Linked DNA regions of Mus musculus: region 2 is linked to region 1. A link is a contact called in public HiChIP or PLAC-seq data. All regions are on one chromosome and are shown on one strand. The core of a region is the stretch at or near the end of the contact, and the rest is flanking DNA. Distances in the headings are between cores, read along the strand shown. Region 1 overlaps Nprl3 (nitrogen permease regulator-like 3). Region 2 has its middle 19 kb from the start of Ubtd2.

What was found. HiChIP or PLAC-seq counts read pairs in DNA pulled down with a chosen protein or histone mark.
Region 2: a FOXA1 HiChIP or PLAC-seq map of pancreatic cancer cells shows a contact between it and region 1. The contact joins two enhancer-like sites. A contact is called at or near these places in 1 of 484 Hi-C or Micro-C datasets (cortical neurons), 1 of 115 datasets of contacts at active chromatin or transcription factors (pancreatic cancer cells) and 2 of 9 other capture datasets (adipose tissue and liver).

What each region holds. Positions count from the first base shown.
Region 1 is chr11:32,248,173-32,255,488 of GRCm38.p6, forward strand. Nprl3 (nitrogen permease regulator-like 3) reads right to left here. Exons shown (of 13, transcript NM_181569.3): 3 at 7,267-7,316; 4 at 5,703-5,777; 5 at 1,953-2,106; 6 at 1-54. Among named protein-coding and RNA genes, the nearest start is that of Nprl3, 16 kb to the right of the region's middle. RefSeq lists enhancers at 2,376-3,686, 2,378-3,686, 2,621-4,237, 2,632-3,197, 2,679-3,192 and 1 more. Within about 2 kb of position 3,394, at least 56 of the 459 cell types and tissues checked have an H3K27ac peak or open chromatin away from gene starts, as enhancers often do. A contact at or near this core is called in pancreatic cancer cells, where this site is marked.
Region 2 is chr11:32,432,750-32,440,065 of GRCm38.p6, forward strand. No RefSeq gene overlaps it. Among named protein-coding and RNA genes, the nearest start is that of Ubtd2, 19 kb to the right of the region's middle. Within about 2 kb of position 3,117, at least 134 of the 459 cell types and tissues checked have an H3K27ac peak or open chromatin away from gene starts, as enhancers often do. A contact at or near this core is called in pancreatic cancer cells, where this site is marked.

The DNA of each region.
Region 1 (7,316 bases), core at 2,144-4,643:
CCAGCTTGCACTTGGGTAGGATGTGCTGGAATGGGGACTGAGGACCTTCATTTGCTACAAGAATAACAAAAGTTAAGGATTTACAACTTCCAAAGCAAGAAAACACGCACAGTCAGAACAGGAACAATCTTTAGAACAAATTCAACATTAACAAGTAATGTTAAACCAATGTTAAATTAACATCAGAAAATCCCTTGTCATCATCATCATCAATCTACCCCGATCCCTCTAATTAAAAGTAGACTCAGGCTGATGAGAAACTATTTATATAGGAAATGTGTATGAAAACTATTGGTGTTTAAACTTGTCAACCTTGTAGTCACAGGAGCAAGCTGTCAGCTCCACTGCCTCCCACAGACGGCACATGTCTCTTGGCTCAGCAGCCCCACCCTCTGTCGCTGTGACTGGGTATTCCCATGCCATCCAACTCCACTTCCACACTGTACCATCATGAGATGTGTCTTTAGGACTAAAATATCTTTTAATTTTCATGAATCTCTAGCAAAAATATATATAACTAAGATGAACATGGGTTTTTTAATATTTAATTTTTTAACAGATTTTTGTTGTTTTTGGTTTCTTTCTTTCTTTTTGAGACAGGGTCTCACTGTATAGCCTTGGCTGGCCTAGACCTTATTCTGCAGACCAGGCTGGCCTCAAAACTCAGAGATTCCCACTTGCCTCTTTTTCTCAAGTCCTAAGATTAAAGGCAAGTACCACCATGCCCAGATCTAAATCTTAAAAGAAAATTTCTGGATTGTTTCCTAGCATACTTATAATTAGCTAATATAAAAATCATGAGTGTTGTTTGTTTGCTTGTTTTTGCTTTGTCTTGGGCCCTAGGGCTGGAATCCAGAGCCTTACATAAACTAGGCAACCACTCTACAATGATTCCCAGGCCCATAATATAAGTAGTTTTGTTTTAGAGACACGGTCTCTCTCTCTATATCCATGACTGTCCAGGAGCCCAGAGATTCACTGGCCTTTGCCTTCTATAGGCTAGTATAAGAGGTGCACGCCACCATGCCCACCTAATTTTCCAAGGAAAATAAGTAAAGTTTTCACTGAAAATACATTAGAATCAGACAAGACTTTGTTAGTTTGTAATGATTTGTTCTAATTTCTGTTCCTCATTCTTTCTTCTGTAGCTGATAAGCCTAGGAGAAGGAAGCCGAGGTCATTCCCAGTTTCTTTCCAATGTAGTCCTCTGGGCACTCTAAAGGTTACACAGTGTCTATCAGCACAAATTATTTTTTGATTAGTTAGGGGACAGTTAGGTTCTTCAGCTTTTAAATTATAAGTTCCAAGTATGGAAATCACCCAGTTTACCAGCTGGATGTTCTCAATGGCCCCTCCCTGAGTTTCCCATCCCAGGACAAATTTGTGTAGCAGAACCAATGCCAGGCATTCTGTCCTAAATGAAAGGTGGTCGATCATATAACAATGTGTGGGGTCATTCCTAGAGAGATCAATTCAGACCCATGCATTTAGCACAGCAGATTCATATATGAACCCCTACAAGAGACTTTCTGTGCTGGTCATGACCAGCTCAATGTGTAGTTCTTGTAACTTCTCTAGCCAGTCTCTGCTTACTGACAGAGACAGTAAGGACTTCCTCTCCAGTACCCAGCTCACCAAATCCAAAGCTTTGGTTAGCTTCTGACAGTTGTGTTATGGTGTTGGAGAGGCCCTTGGAGATGGAGATTCTCTGTACTGTCCGCATACCCCAAGTCCACAAAGAGAACTGGCATGTGATCAAACTTGCAACCAGGCAGCAAGCCTGCCCTTCCCTGCACAGAGGATCTCTTTAATAGTATCCCTGGAACTAGAGAGCCAACTTAGAGCATTATCTGAAATTGCCTCAAAACAAAGCAGAATGACCAGTTGGTCCTCTAGAGATACTACACAAAGAGAAGCCATCAGACTCGAGCTCAGCAGGCTGCTGCACTTACCATCAGCCATAGCAGACACCTCATCCTGAAGTGCTAGGATCAGCTTGGCCTCTCGAGTGAGGTACTGGCAGCGGCGCTCCTCATGCTGCAGGACAGTAGCAATTCGGCGGGACAAGTTGTGTAGACAGTTTATCACTGATGGATCAGCATTGGCCTGCACACCAGAGGTCAAACACTCAGAATATGTATGCAGAGACACACTTATACGTCTCTAATACAAAAGCATAGACCATGACAGATGCCCTCTCCATTCCTTGCCACTAGGTTTCTCTACATAGTAACTGCCACCCAGAGTTCCCTGTGCATGCTCCTAGCCTACCTATATACATGCTGGCTGACTTCCTCATCTTCTAGTCTTGGGAACAACTGTCTAGAAGGTTGCAGAGATGACTCCATGGGAGTCCTCTATGGGGAACACACATTCCCACTGTGCTATGACTGTAGAGAAAATCAAGGGACAGCTAAGGGCACTGATTCCACCCACCTATTATGATATGATCTTGGGTCACTGGTCATCATCTGAAGAAGGAAAACTAGCAAGCAGAGGAAACTAGTCAAACACATACAGCACTCAGAACAGAGGTTGACCTGAGCAAAACCTTGGAGGTATCTGTAATCACTGTTGTGCACTGACCACTCATGAACATGTCTGGCCTATAGTATATAGGAATTCATTCACAACAGGCCACACGGTTCCAGAACAAACAACATAAAAGTGTTATGCTATTTGCTAAACATCTGTCAGGGATGAATTATTCCTAGCTAATCTGTTAATCAGATTACCACTAGGCTCCTGGCCCATGTCTCTCACAAGCATCTACTGCATACCTACACTAACTAGGTCAAAGTAGCATACACCCATCTGGAACCTATCAGTGACCATAGTCAACAGCAGGTGTACACACCCAGGCCAAGGGTGGAGCAGACCACTGTGGGATCTATGGAGATGCTTGAACGAGCAGATAACTAAGCCAAGCATGACTCAGAGTTTCTAGAGGCCACTAGGACTGCTGAGTAATACTTGGGGGTACAGAGTCAGAAAGGAAAGGACAAATGGTACCACTGATTAGGACCTCTGACGCTGTTTTCCCATCCTGTTTATTTGCCAAGTGACCCTGTGCCTGTTACCTTAAGTCAAAATCTTACCCTGACAACACCTTGTACACCTGCAGTTGGGAAGACTTTCTACATTCTCAATAAGCCACACACTTACAAAGAGAAGCAAAACCTGGGCAGACTTGCAGCCACCAGGCCGTCTGCCGTGACACTTCATGCTCAGGGCATCTCCTTGACCATGTCCTAAAAGGGCTGATTTACAATAGCCTCAATACAAAGTACACATTCACAAGAGTCCGTATAAAAATACTCCACTAGAAAGCGGGGAGAGAATACTCTTAGACACAAACTTTTCCTCTGACTAATGACTGAAGTCACAGTGAGTCATTCTCTCTGCTGGAGGTGCCACTAGCTGAGGTACAAAAGCATCCCTATAGCAGCTGGGGGGGACCAACTGTTTGAGTGTCCCCTTTGTGCGAGGTAGTTCTCACCCCCACACCATAAGGCTCAATGACATACACTAAAGGGATATCTGGTATGTCTTGTTTGCTGCCTTCAGCACCCAAGGCTATGCAGGGACACGCTGAGAAAGCTGCCACCTAGAATGAGGCAGAGTTTAATGGGAATGCTAACAAAAAGTGTATTTACAGCTAGGTATGGTAGCTTACCCCTATAATGCCATCACTTGGGAGGTAGAAGGATCAAGCTCAAGCCTACATAGGAAGGTTAAGGACAGCCTGGCCTATGTGACACCATCTCAAACAAAGTGAACATTCACAGTACAGGGTAAGAAATAACACCAAAGTTAATATATCGTCATCCATGGGACTTTCTGCCTCCCAAAAGCATGTATCCAGATATAACTACACCTTCATAATAACTTCCAGTCTGCAGGACACAGAAAGTCTGCCCAATGAGACAAATCTGAACATGGGAAATGTGGCAGGACTAGTGGAAACAGAGAACACCACAGAGAGCAGGGTTTGCATCTTGGCTCATACAGGCCAACTGAAAACCATTCTCAATCAAGATGCTTTAACAGACCAAGTACTAGTTAATACTAACTTGTCATGGTTAATTCTTGTCAGATTCAAAAGGGCATTATGGCATAAAATAAAACTATTGTTTTACAGATATGTCTTGTAACAGAATACTGAATGGGTATATGACAGGTATGAGGCACATGGCTATAATCTTAGCACTTGTGAGGTGGAAGCAGGAGGATCAGGAATTCTAGGTCATCCTCAGATACATAAGTGTTCATGGCCAGCCTGGGATATACAAGACCATTTCTTTAAAAAGTAATAAAAGCCAGGCACGGTGGCCCACGCCTTTAATCCCAATGCTCAGGAGGCAGAGGCAGGTAGATTTCAGTGAGTTTCAGGCTAGTCTGATCTATACAGCAAGTTCCAGGCCAGACAAAGTTACATTCTGAGACCCAGTCTCAACAGAAACAAAACAAAAAGAGAGACAGTGCCAGAAAGGTGGCTCAGGGGCTAAGACCATTTGCTGTCCTTCAGGAGGTCCTGAGTTCTGTCTCTACACACATGTGGTGGTTCACAACTGCTTGCAAGTCCAGCTCCAAGGGGTCTGAGTCCTCTTCTGTCCTTGGACACACACATTGTCTCACGCTCATAAGTAAACATAAATCTAACAATAGAACGGTCACGAGGCCTAGGATTCCCTCTGAAATACAGACACAAACTGCTACTGGGCTTCTTATGGCTTTCCTGCTAAGAAATGAAATATGAATCTAGATAGCAGTGATCAACAAGGTAAATGATACATGGCGACATCACACGTGTACTAGGTGTAACTAAATTGTGCATTTTGTTTATTATTTGGTAATGTGATATTTATATGATATAGTAAGGTGTTACTCTATAGCCAATGACAATTCAAGTCATGCTGACTTAAATTGTATACTAAGTAATGGGGTACAAAGACAGGGTCTCATGTAGCCCAAACTGGCCTCAAATTCACTATGTAGCAGAAATTGACTTTGAGCTCCTAACTGTCCTAACTCAGTTCCCCAAGAACTGGGATTATAGGAATGTGCCACCTGTTCTAGCTGAGTGTAGGGTTCATCTGTGTTTGTTTGTGAGATAGGATCTCATTCTGTGGCACAGCCTGGCCTCAAATTTGTGGCAATTCTCCAGCTCCTGCCTCCCAAATGCTGGGATAACAGGTGTGCGCCACCATCCACTTTAAAATGGGAAGCATTCAGGGCTAAGGATGTAGCTTAGTAATAGAGGCCCTGAGCTCTATGACTACCACTGTTTTGTTTTTCCTCTCCCCTCCTTTTAAGATTTTATTTAATTTATGTATATGAGTACACTTTAGCTGTTTTCAGACACACCAGAAAGGGGCATTAGATCCCATTACAGATGGTTGTGAGCCACCATGCGGTTGCTGGGAACTGAAGTCAAGACCTTTGGAAGAGCAGTCAGTGCTCTCAACTGCTGAGCCATCTCTCCAGCCTATCTACTACTGTTAATAAAGTAAATATTGTTATGTGTATGTATTTTACAAAAAAGTTGGAGGAGGAAGGGGAGGAGAGAAAAGCAGTGAGCTACGTCCCCACAGGCACGTTACTAAAAGGGCAAGTGCCATGCCCACAGCCTGAGCTCCCTGGACACTGGCTCTTCTTCCTTAGACCCTCCTTTCGGACCTAACCACTTGTACAACACTCACCCTCAGTGCAAATACCACGTTAAAAAGAATCATGGTCGGAGCTTCCCGCTTTGGAGATGGATCTGTTTTGGAGACCTGTAAAAGAGCATAATTCTAATAAATCAAAACACACAGCATCTTATGTGTCTCTTTGTGACAGGTATCACTGTGAACTGCTGGGACCTAGAACTTAGTATGAGTCCAAGCTGGTCTTGAACTCAGTGATCCTACCTCAGGCTCCTAATACTGGAATCAGAGGGGCAAGACACCATGACCAGCAGAGAGCCACGACTTTCTATGGAAAGCTATAGTGCTTTTGCTCAGAGAGGAGTCACCCACCACACAAACAGCTGAATCACACGTGTGCCACAAGCAGAATGGCTTGTGCTTGAAGTTCAGTGACTGAAGAATAAAGCTGATGATGCCCAAAGTAACAGGACAGAAAGGAGTGCCCATCCCCTGCCACCATGGCAAGGACTCAGGACATTTAGAGATAAGAGAGTGTCCAGCAGCCCTGTTGCAAAGGGGCAGCCAGTCTTGCTACAGAACCAAGTCCATACCTCTCTCCAGTTCTGGCCTCCATGCAGTCTCAGTAACAAATGCCAAAGCATTCAAACACACCACTCAGAGAGGGACCACCCTTCAAACCTAAGTACAAGGGCTGCCTAGAGATGGAGTTAGAACCGTGGGTCCCAACTCTCCCTACAACACCCAGGAAATGTACCCATCCCTGACTGTCACTGCAATTCTACAGGAAATGACTGTCAACCCCTCCCTCTCACCCATAGACAGAACAGAGCCTTGTCATTAAAGACCACTGTAGGGAGGGAGGGGACTATCAGGTAAGATACTCCAATGGCCTCCAAAGTTCCTCATATGGATAAAGCTTGCAAGTCACACAGCTCTTTATACAATCTCTAAATGGTATGGCATACTGAAACATTTCTGCATCTAAGGGATGCTGTCATCATGGAGCTGGCCTGTATGCAAAGGGCTGGCTGGCTCTAGAGTACAAGTTCCTTTGGGTATCAACACATCGTACCTTTTTAACATTCCTCAGGACCCAAATACTCATCCATCAGAGAACATATATAGAAAGGTTAGCACAACAATATGTGTTAAAATATATTCGTTATCAAAATAGCATTTAACAGGAAGCACACATCATTTTTTAAAAGTTAGAACAATTATCAGTTAACTCATTGTTGCCTTCCCCTATATGTAAGAGGAAAGGCCAGTTAGCAGAGATCCAGACTATGGTCAGCTAAGGCTAGTAACAGAGCTGGGGATGTAGCTCAGTGGACCAATAATTGCACAGCATGTGGAAGACATGGGTTCCATCCACCACTGAATGAAAAGACAAGCTACTGGCAGGAACGATAGCACCTGGGGGCAAGTACCCTGTCATTTTCTGCTTAATGCCCTGGTCCTAGGAAGGCGTACAGCTCACAGCAAGTGGTTGATCAGATCTGCTGCCCTGATCACACATTCACCAGCATCAACATAAGCACATCTGACGCTCAGAGCCAGTAAAGGCAAGGCTCACCCACCCTAGAAAAATCCTACCTGCTGAGGAGAGCCATACCTGCCCCAGAGCATGCTGCAGCAGTGTTGGGTGCCCAACAAACCGTACAT
Region 2 (7,316 bases), core at 1,867-4,366, 180 kb after region 1:
TGGCCAGGCAGAATCCATTTTACCCTCATTGGGCACAAATATATCACATTGGTATGAAGTCACACTTGCATCTTTTCTCCTCAGCCTGGGAAATTAGAAGTACCAGTCTGAGGCCCCCATTCCCTTGTTCAGAGCACTTGGTTACTGGAGCCAACATGCGTGTCCTTTAGCATTTCCACGTCCATTTTTATCTTAATGGAATCAAAATGAAAACCAGAAAGTCAATACTTCGATGTATAGCTCACTGCTAAGTTGCTTGCCTGGCACAAGCGTGGGCCTGAGTACCATCCCTGATGCTGTAAAATGAGAAAGGAAAGGATGCCAACATTCTCATTGGGAAGTTTTGCTTTTGTTTTTGTTTTGTTTTTTATAGGCATGTATTACTACTACTCTGGGCTCCACATTAGCTTTTTAAAATTTATTTATTTTTATTTCATGTGCATTGGTGTTTTGCCTGCGTGTGTGTCTGTGTGAGGGTGTCAGATACCCTGAAAATGGAGTCACAGACAGCTTTTGAGCTGCCATGTGGTGCTGGGAATTGAACTCAGGTCCTCTGGAAGAATAGCCAGTGCTCTTAACCTCTGAGCATCTCTCCAGCCCCTGGGAAGTTTTGTGGGGTTTTTTTGTTTATGTTTTTTTGTTTTGTTTTGTTTTTTTCTGACTCTGCTTTACCATCCAAGCCTGGAATGAACAGACTTCCCAGCTGGAGACTTTCTGAGGAACTTCCCTCCTTTTTGGGGTGCCCTCTCTACAGGGCAGAGGAAAGCACAAAAGCTTGTGCAAGCTCTGGGTGATGCAGAAGTGCCACACAAGATTCACTTTGGACTAGAACTGGCACCCCAGTGACACATGGCAATAGGGGGGCAGGACAGACAGACACAAGGCTCCTGTAGTTTCCTTCTTGCCCCTAAATAGACTGTCGGAAATAGAATGGGCAGTAGGAAGCTGGTCAATTTAATCAATAAGTTATTTCATATATTTCCATATGAAAACAAAAAAGAGTGTGTCGTGCAACAGAATAAAAGGTGACCTATATCTTAAGATAAAACTTCAGAGATAAAGACTTCATAGAAATATTGACTTTGGTGGGCTGCTTGGGGCCAAGCCCCAGAACTAGGCTCAGAAGAGAAAGTGAGACAGGAAAGAGGACCAAGTGTTCTGTCACTAGACCACAACTATGGGCAGACGTGCTTTCCAGTTGTGTGCCACTGGCTGGGTGCATTGTCAGTTCACACTAAATTCTACCTAGCATGCTCAGGAAAAAAGTGGCCCTCACAAGGGCCCTGGCCTTCCTGGCTGACAAAGGAAGAGTGTCTTAGTTAGGGTTTTACTGCTCTGAACAGATACCATGACGAAGGCAACTCTTATAGGGACAACATTTAATTGGGGCTGGCTTACAGGTTCAGAGGTTCAATCCATTATTATCAAGGAAGGACCATGGCAGCATCCAGGCAGGCATGATACAGGAGGAGCTGAGAGTTCTACATCTTCATCTGAAGGCCACTAGAAGAAGACTGATGCTTCCACACTAGGTAGAACTTTAAAGCCCACCCCAACAGTGACACACTTCCTCCAAGGCCACACCTACTCCAACAAAGCCACACCTACTCCAACAAGGCCACACCTACTCCAACAAGGCCACACCTACTCCAACAAGGCCACACCTACTCCAACAAGGCCACACCTCCAAATAATGCAACATCCTGGGTCAAGCATATTCAAACCACCAAAAAGGGTTTGTTTATAAAAGCAAATTCTTCCCCCAAAATTGGAGCTTTTCAAAACTTTTTCAACCAAGGACTGAGGAGATGATGTAGTCATTTAAATGCCTGCTATACCAGCATGAGGAGTTAAGCTCAGAGCTCCAGCACATACCTTCTTCAGATGGACATGTTGGCGTGTGCCTGTAATCCCAGCACCCAGGAGGCAGAGGCAGAGTTGCTGCAAGTTTGAAGTTAGCCTTATGTACATACTGAGTTCCAGGCTAGGCAGGGCTACAGCAGGCGATACTACCTCAAAACAGAGACACTTCAGCTCTTCCCCAGAGCAGGAGAGTGAGGCCTGCACCTTATTAAGTGTTGTCTGTATTTAACTGCCTTTATTTTAACCCTTGGCAGGGTTTTAGTTAAGAAATGCATGTTTTAGGAGAAAGAGTCACTGAGAAATTCTCCACTCCCAGGACATATTTCAACTATTCAAAAGCAGGACAGGAATAGAAAAGACAATCAGAGACTAGTACCTATTTCCTCTTTCTTTCCTTCCTCCCTCCCTCCCTTCCTCCCTCCCTCCCTCCCTTCCTTCCTTCCTCCCTCCCTCCCTCCATCCCTTCCCTCCCTCCCTCCTTCCCTCCCTTCTGTCTTCCTCTCCCTCCCCCTCTCCCCCATCCCCTTCTCCTCCTCTCCCCCTTTCCTCCCCTCTCTCTTCCTCTAGTTCTCTTTCTCTTTCTGAGACAGGGTCTCACTGGGTAGCTCTGGCTGGTCTGGAACTTCTGTGTAGACAAGGCTAGCCTTGAGTTTGAGAGACCTGCCTGCCTCTGCCTCCTCAGTTCTGGGATTAAAGGCTTGATACCCACTCAAGTCTTCTTGATCACTTTTTATTTTTTGAGACAAAGTTTCTCAGCTAACCTGAAAAAACAAATTTGAAAACAAACTCAGTGAGCAAGGCCAGCTGGACAGTGAGCTTCAGGGACCTACCTATCTCCAACCTCCTGGGTTTCAAGACTTTTGACTTGGGTCTGGAGATCTGACCTCCGGTCCTTGCATTTGTGTGTCAGGCACTGTATTGGTGTTACCACCTCCCCCACCCCATCCCCCATCTAGAGCTCTCCTTCTCACACCTGAACACACGGAAGGTGTGGGTACCAGACCACAGGCTCACATGGCTGCTGTGTGCCTTACTCATCAGTTCCGTCATCAGCTACATCATCCTATGAGGCTGAGGACAGCAAAACACTGTGGAGACAGCAAAGTGCTTTGCTGACAGGGAGACCAGTATAGAAGCCTTCTTCTAAGAACAGTCTCTGTCTGCCCATGGGGGAGGCCTGGTACTGTGTTCATGAGAGGCAGAGCTTACCCCTCCCCTCCAATAAGGGAGTCAGTAACATCTGCGGAGAACATGCTCTTGGCTGGGCATTTCCCTTGTACACACATCATCTAGGAATGCGGGGCCCCTTGAGCAGGCCCCTCCTTTATGGCCCAGACTCAAGGCAAACAGATTTCCTGGAGCAGGGCTGCCTCGAAAAGAAGGGCCTGGGCTTGGAGCCTGTGTGGACAACCCTGAAAGTTCTATTTGTGCCTGAGAGTGCAGAACACCCATCTTCTTTCTGGAATCTACTTCTTTCTGGAATCTACTCTAAATCATGTGTGTTGCTGGGAAACTGGAAAAGAAGGATGTATTTATAGTGTGACTAGGAAGACCCCTTATGAAGGGCAGGCAACTATGTAGAAGGTTATAGGACAGCTGCAAAAAAACCCTAAAATTCAATGATGGAGGGGCACAAAGCAGGAAAAAGCAATCTGTTTGTACAATACTGGAAAGGCCAAAGCCCTGTGCATGGCAGCATCGTTATTAAAACTTGACCTGGCCGGGCAGTAGGAGGCAGAGGCAAGAGGATTTCTGAGTTCAAGGCCAGCCTGGTCTACAGAGTGAGTTCCAGGACTGCCAGGGCTATACAGAGAAACCCTGTCTCAAAAACAAAACAAAACAAAACAAAACTAAAACAAAACAAAACTTGACCTGAGTGGCCCTGTACCCATCACTGCTGTCACCTTGCCCCGCCTGTACCAGCCATTTTTCAATATTATATTATAAATAGATTAACTAAGGCATGACATGTGTCACCTTAACAGGAAGCTTTATCTCTGCGACAATAATCAGAAAGCTTTGTATAGTTTGAAGAAAAAAAAAAGTAAGTTCAGAAAAAATGAACTAGCATCATGTTCCAGCTAGGCTTAGTCTCATGGTGAGGAGCCTGACTCCGAGGCCTGCTCATTCTCTGTCAGGAGACAGGGAAGTCAGCACCCTCTAAGAGGCATTAAAGACAACACCAAATGCAGGTTGCACAGTCCTTAGAACAAAAGAGCGGCAAGATCACTGGAAAGTCCCAAGTGCACACAACTCAGCACCAACCATGCATCTGACCTGCCCATATTAACCTGTCCACACTTGAAAATATGTTGGATTTCCATGCCTTGGTCAGGTCTCAAGAGCAACAGCAATGCAACCAGAAGACAGATGTGGTAAGGAATCAGGCCGAGGGAAGCGGCTCTCTGGAAGTCAGCCGTGTAGCAGGGGACAACACATATATTTCAGACTCTCCAAGTGACAGGCAAACAGGACAGGCACACCTAACTCACCTTTTCTGGGTTGAGAGATAAGTATTCAATGAAGTTTATGGTTAAAATGATTTTGATTGTAATTAAAATTATCTGATTACCTTTTCAAAAGTCCCACCTAAAATTAAAATAAGTTTTTTTTTCAACTCATTGTGTCAAAGGAAACAAAACAAGAATTCTCTATAGAGACTGTAGCTTTAGCATGTGTCACACTGCATTGTAATCTGTTGTTTATGTGACTGTCACCTCCACTAAACTGAGCGGGACCCTCTAGGCAAACATCTTCTGTCACTCCTCCTCTCCACTTCCAGAGTCTCTGGGAGAGAGCTGGCTTCTCAACTCCCCCACTCCCCCACCCCTGCCGTTTGCTGCGTGAACAGGCCCAGATGGGACAGAGTGGAAGAAGGTGAAAAAAGAGTCAAGAAAAACCCTAGACTGCTTCTGATTTGTTTTCTTGGTGTGACACAGAAGCTAAACAGGTTTAGTGATCTGAGATTTTTGCCAGCAGAACACAGGCGGCAGTGACAATACCTGTGGCATAGAGTTAGTGTCAAGATTACACTTGGGATGATTCACACAGCTCTGGGATACAGTTAACAGCAGCTGCCACCACTATCCTTACTGTATGACAGATTGCAAATGACTTAGCTTGTTCAATACAATTAATAAAATTAGCTTGTACAGAAGTAGCCTGCAAGGACATATATGACCTATATATATATTGAGTATCTTAGAACTCAGAATCACTTTGAAGTTTAGATTGAAATATTTGCATATTGCAAAATGAGATATGCTAGGGAGGAGACTGAGCCAAATATGAAATTGATTCATGGATCATCTACACATAGCCTGATGACAATATTATTTTAATTTTTTAAAACTTCGAGGTTTTTTGGGGGGGTTAGTTATTTTTATTTGTGTGTGTGTGTGTGTGTACTTATATGGTGTGTGTGGGGGGGGGGTACACGTGTGTTGCAAGGCATCTGCCCTTGAGGAGGATGCCGGGTTATCCTGTTCTACCTTTGAGTGTCTTGTTCCTTTGAGATAGGGTCTATCTCAGCTTCACTCCTGCTGCTGTGATAAAATACCTTGGCAAAGCATCATTTGGCTCAAGGTTCAGGTACAGCCCAGCTCTTCCAGGAATTCAAGATGGCAGAAACTTGATGCATCCGTAGTCAAGAACAATAAATTAATATATGCATGGTGCTCAGCTCCTTACGCAGCCCAGGAACCCTAGTGTTATAGTTCCATTCTGTTGCTGTAAACAAACAAACAATAAACACTCTAAGAAAAACTTAAGGAGGAAAGCGTTTATTTGGCTTACACTTCCAGGCCACAGTGTCCATTGCTAAGGAAAGTCAGGACAGGAACTCGTGGAGAAACACTGCTTCCTGGCTGGCTCTCTGACTCACTCACAGGCTCATGATTAGGAAGCTTTGTTATACAACCCATGATCACCTGCCTAGGGATGGCGCCTCCCACAGTAGGCTGAGCCCACTTGTATCAACTAATACTCAAGACAATCCCCACAGGCCAATCAGATCTTGGCAGTTCCTCAGAGACTTTCATAGAAACTCTAGATTGTATGGAGTTGACAAAGGTAACAAGAACACCCAAGCCCAGAGTATGGTATAGCTCACAGTATAGTATAGCCCACAGGGGGTGAACCTTCCCACATCAATTAATGTGATTAAGATAATCTCTCACAGACATTCTCAGAGATCATTCTCCCAGACGACCCTAGATTGTATTGAGTCAACAATTGAAATGTAACTGTCCCCTGATTTTTCTCACTGAACCTGGAGCTAGGCCAACAGCCGGAAGACCCCAGTGATCATCACACTTCCCCACCATCAGCCCTGCCCTTCACATCCAGTTTTTTAAGCAGGTGCTGGGAACTTGAACTCAGGGTCTCATGCTTGTCCAGCAGATGCTCTTATCCACTAAGCCATCCCCCCAGCTGCGATCCTGTGGAATCTCTCAGTTGTGGCATCATTCAACGCTCAACAAGTTTATGACTTTAGAGTGGTTCAGGCTTCAGCTTTCACATGAGGATCATCAAAGAGTTCCACCTGCACTTATACACATGTGCACACAGACAATGAGTGAGCTGTTGTTTGTATAGAGTGGACATTTGTTGAGGTTGGCTATTTTTTTTTCCTTTCTTCACGTAGCATCACCCCCATTTGCCTTTGAGGAATCACTTTCCCTTCAGTAATTTGGATGGGACCAGCTTCATTCATTGGTGGGCACGAGCACGTGGCCTAGATCTAGCCAATAAGTGTATCCCGCTCTACAGAACTCAAGCCACGCTGGTGGGACCGGATCCCAGGACCTTTGCTGCAGAGTTTGATGGTGATGGCGAAGACTTGTCAGACTTGTTATTGTCTACTTCTTCCTGTCAGTGTCTGGAGTCTTGTTTTTGTTTTTAAAGATTAATTTATTTATATTATGTGTGAGTATACTGTAGTTGTCTTCAGACACACCAGAGAAGGGCGTCGGATCCCATGACAGATGCTTGTGAGCCGCCATGTGGTTGCTGGGAATTGAACTAAGGAAGAGCAGTCAGTGCTCTTAACCGCTGAGCTATCTCTCCAGCCTGTATCTGGAATATTTGCTTCCAGGTCTACCATGCAGGCAGGATTTAGTCTACATGCTGTTGCATTGTCATTTCAGGGATGGAGTTCTCCTGACAAAAGAAAAGTAGACCCAAACGGTAGTCTTGGAGTGACACTGTCTAAAACTCTGGTCCAGCTGTGCCTGACAGTCAGTCAACGAACCCCTGACAGGTTGTTTTTTATTTAGTCAGTTTGAGTTGAGTTTCAGTCACTCCTCACCAAAGAACTACAATGAACACAGAGATTTAAGTTATCTTCAATCTTTTGTCCTGTTCAACTGGACCCATTTGGAGATTGCTTGTACCAATTCAGTTCAATGCTTGAGCAATAAGGGTGTTGTGGGGATGTGTGGAGGAGACTGGGA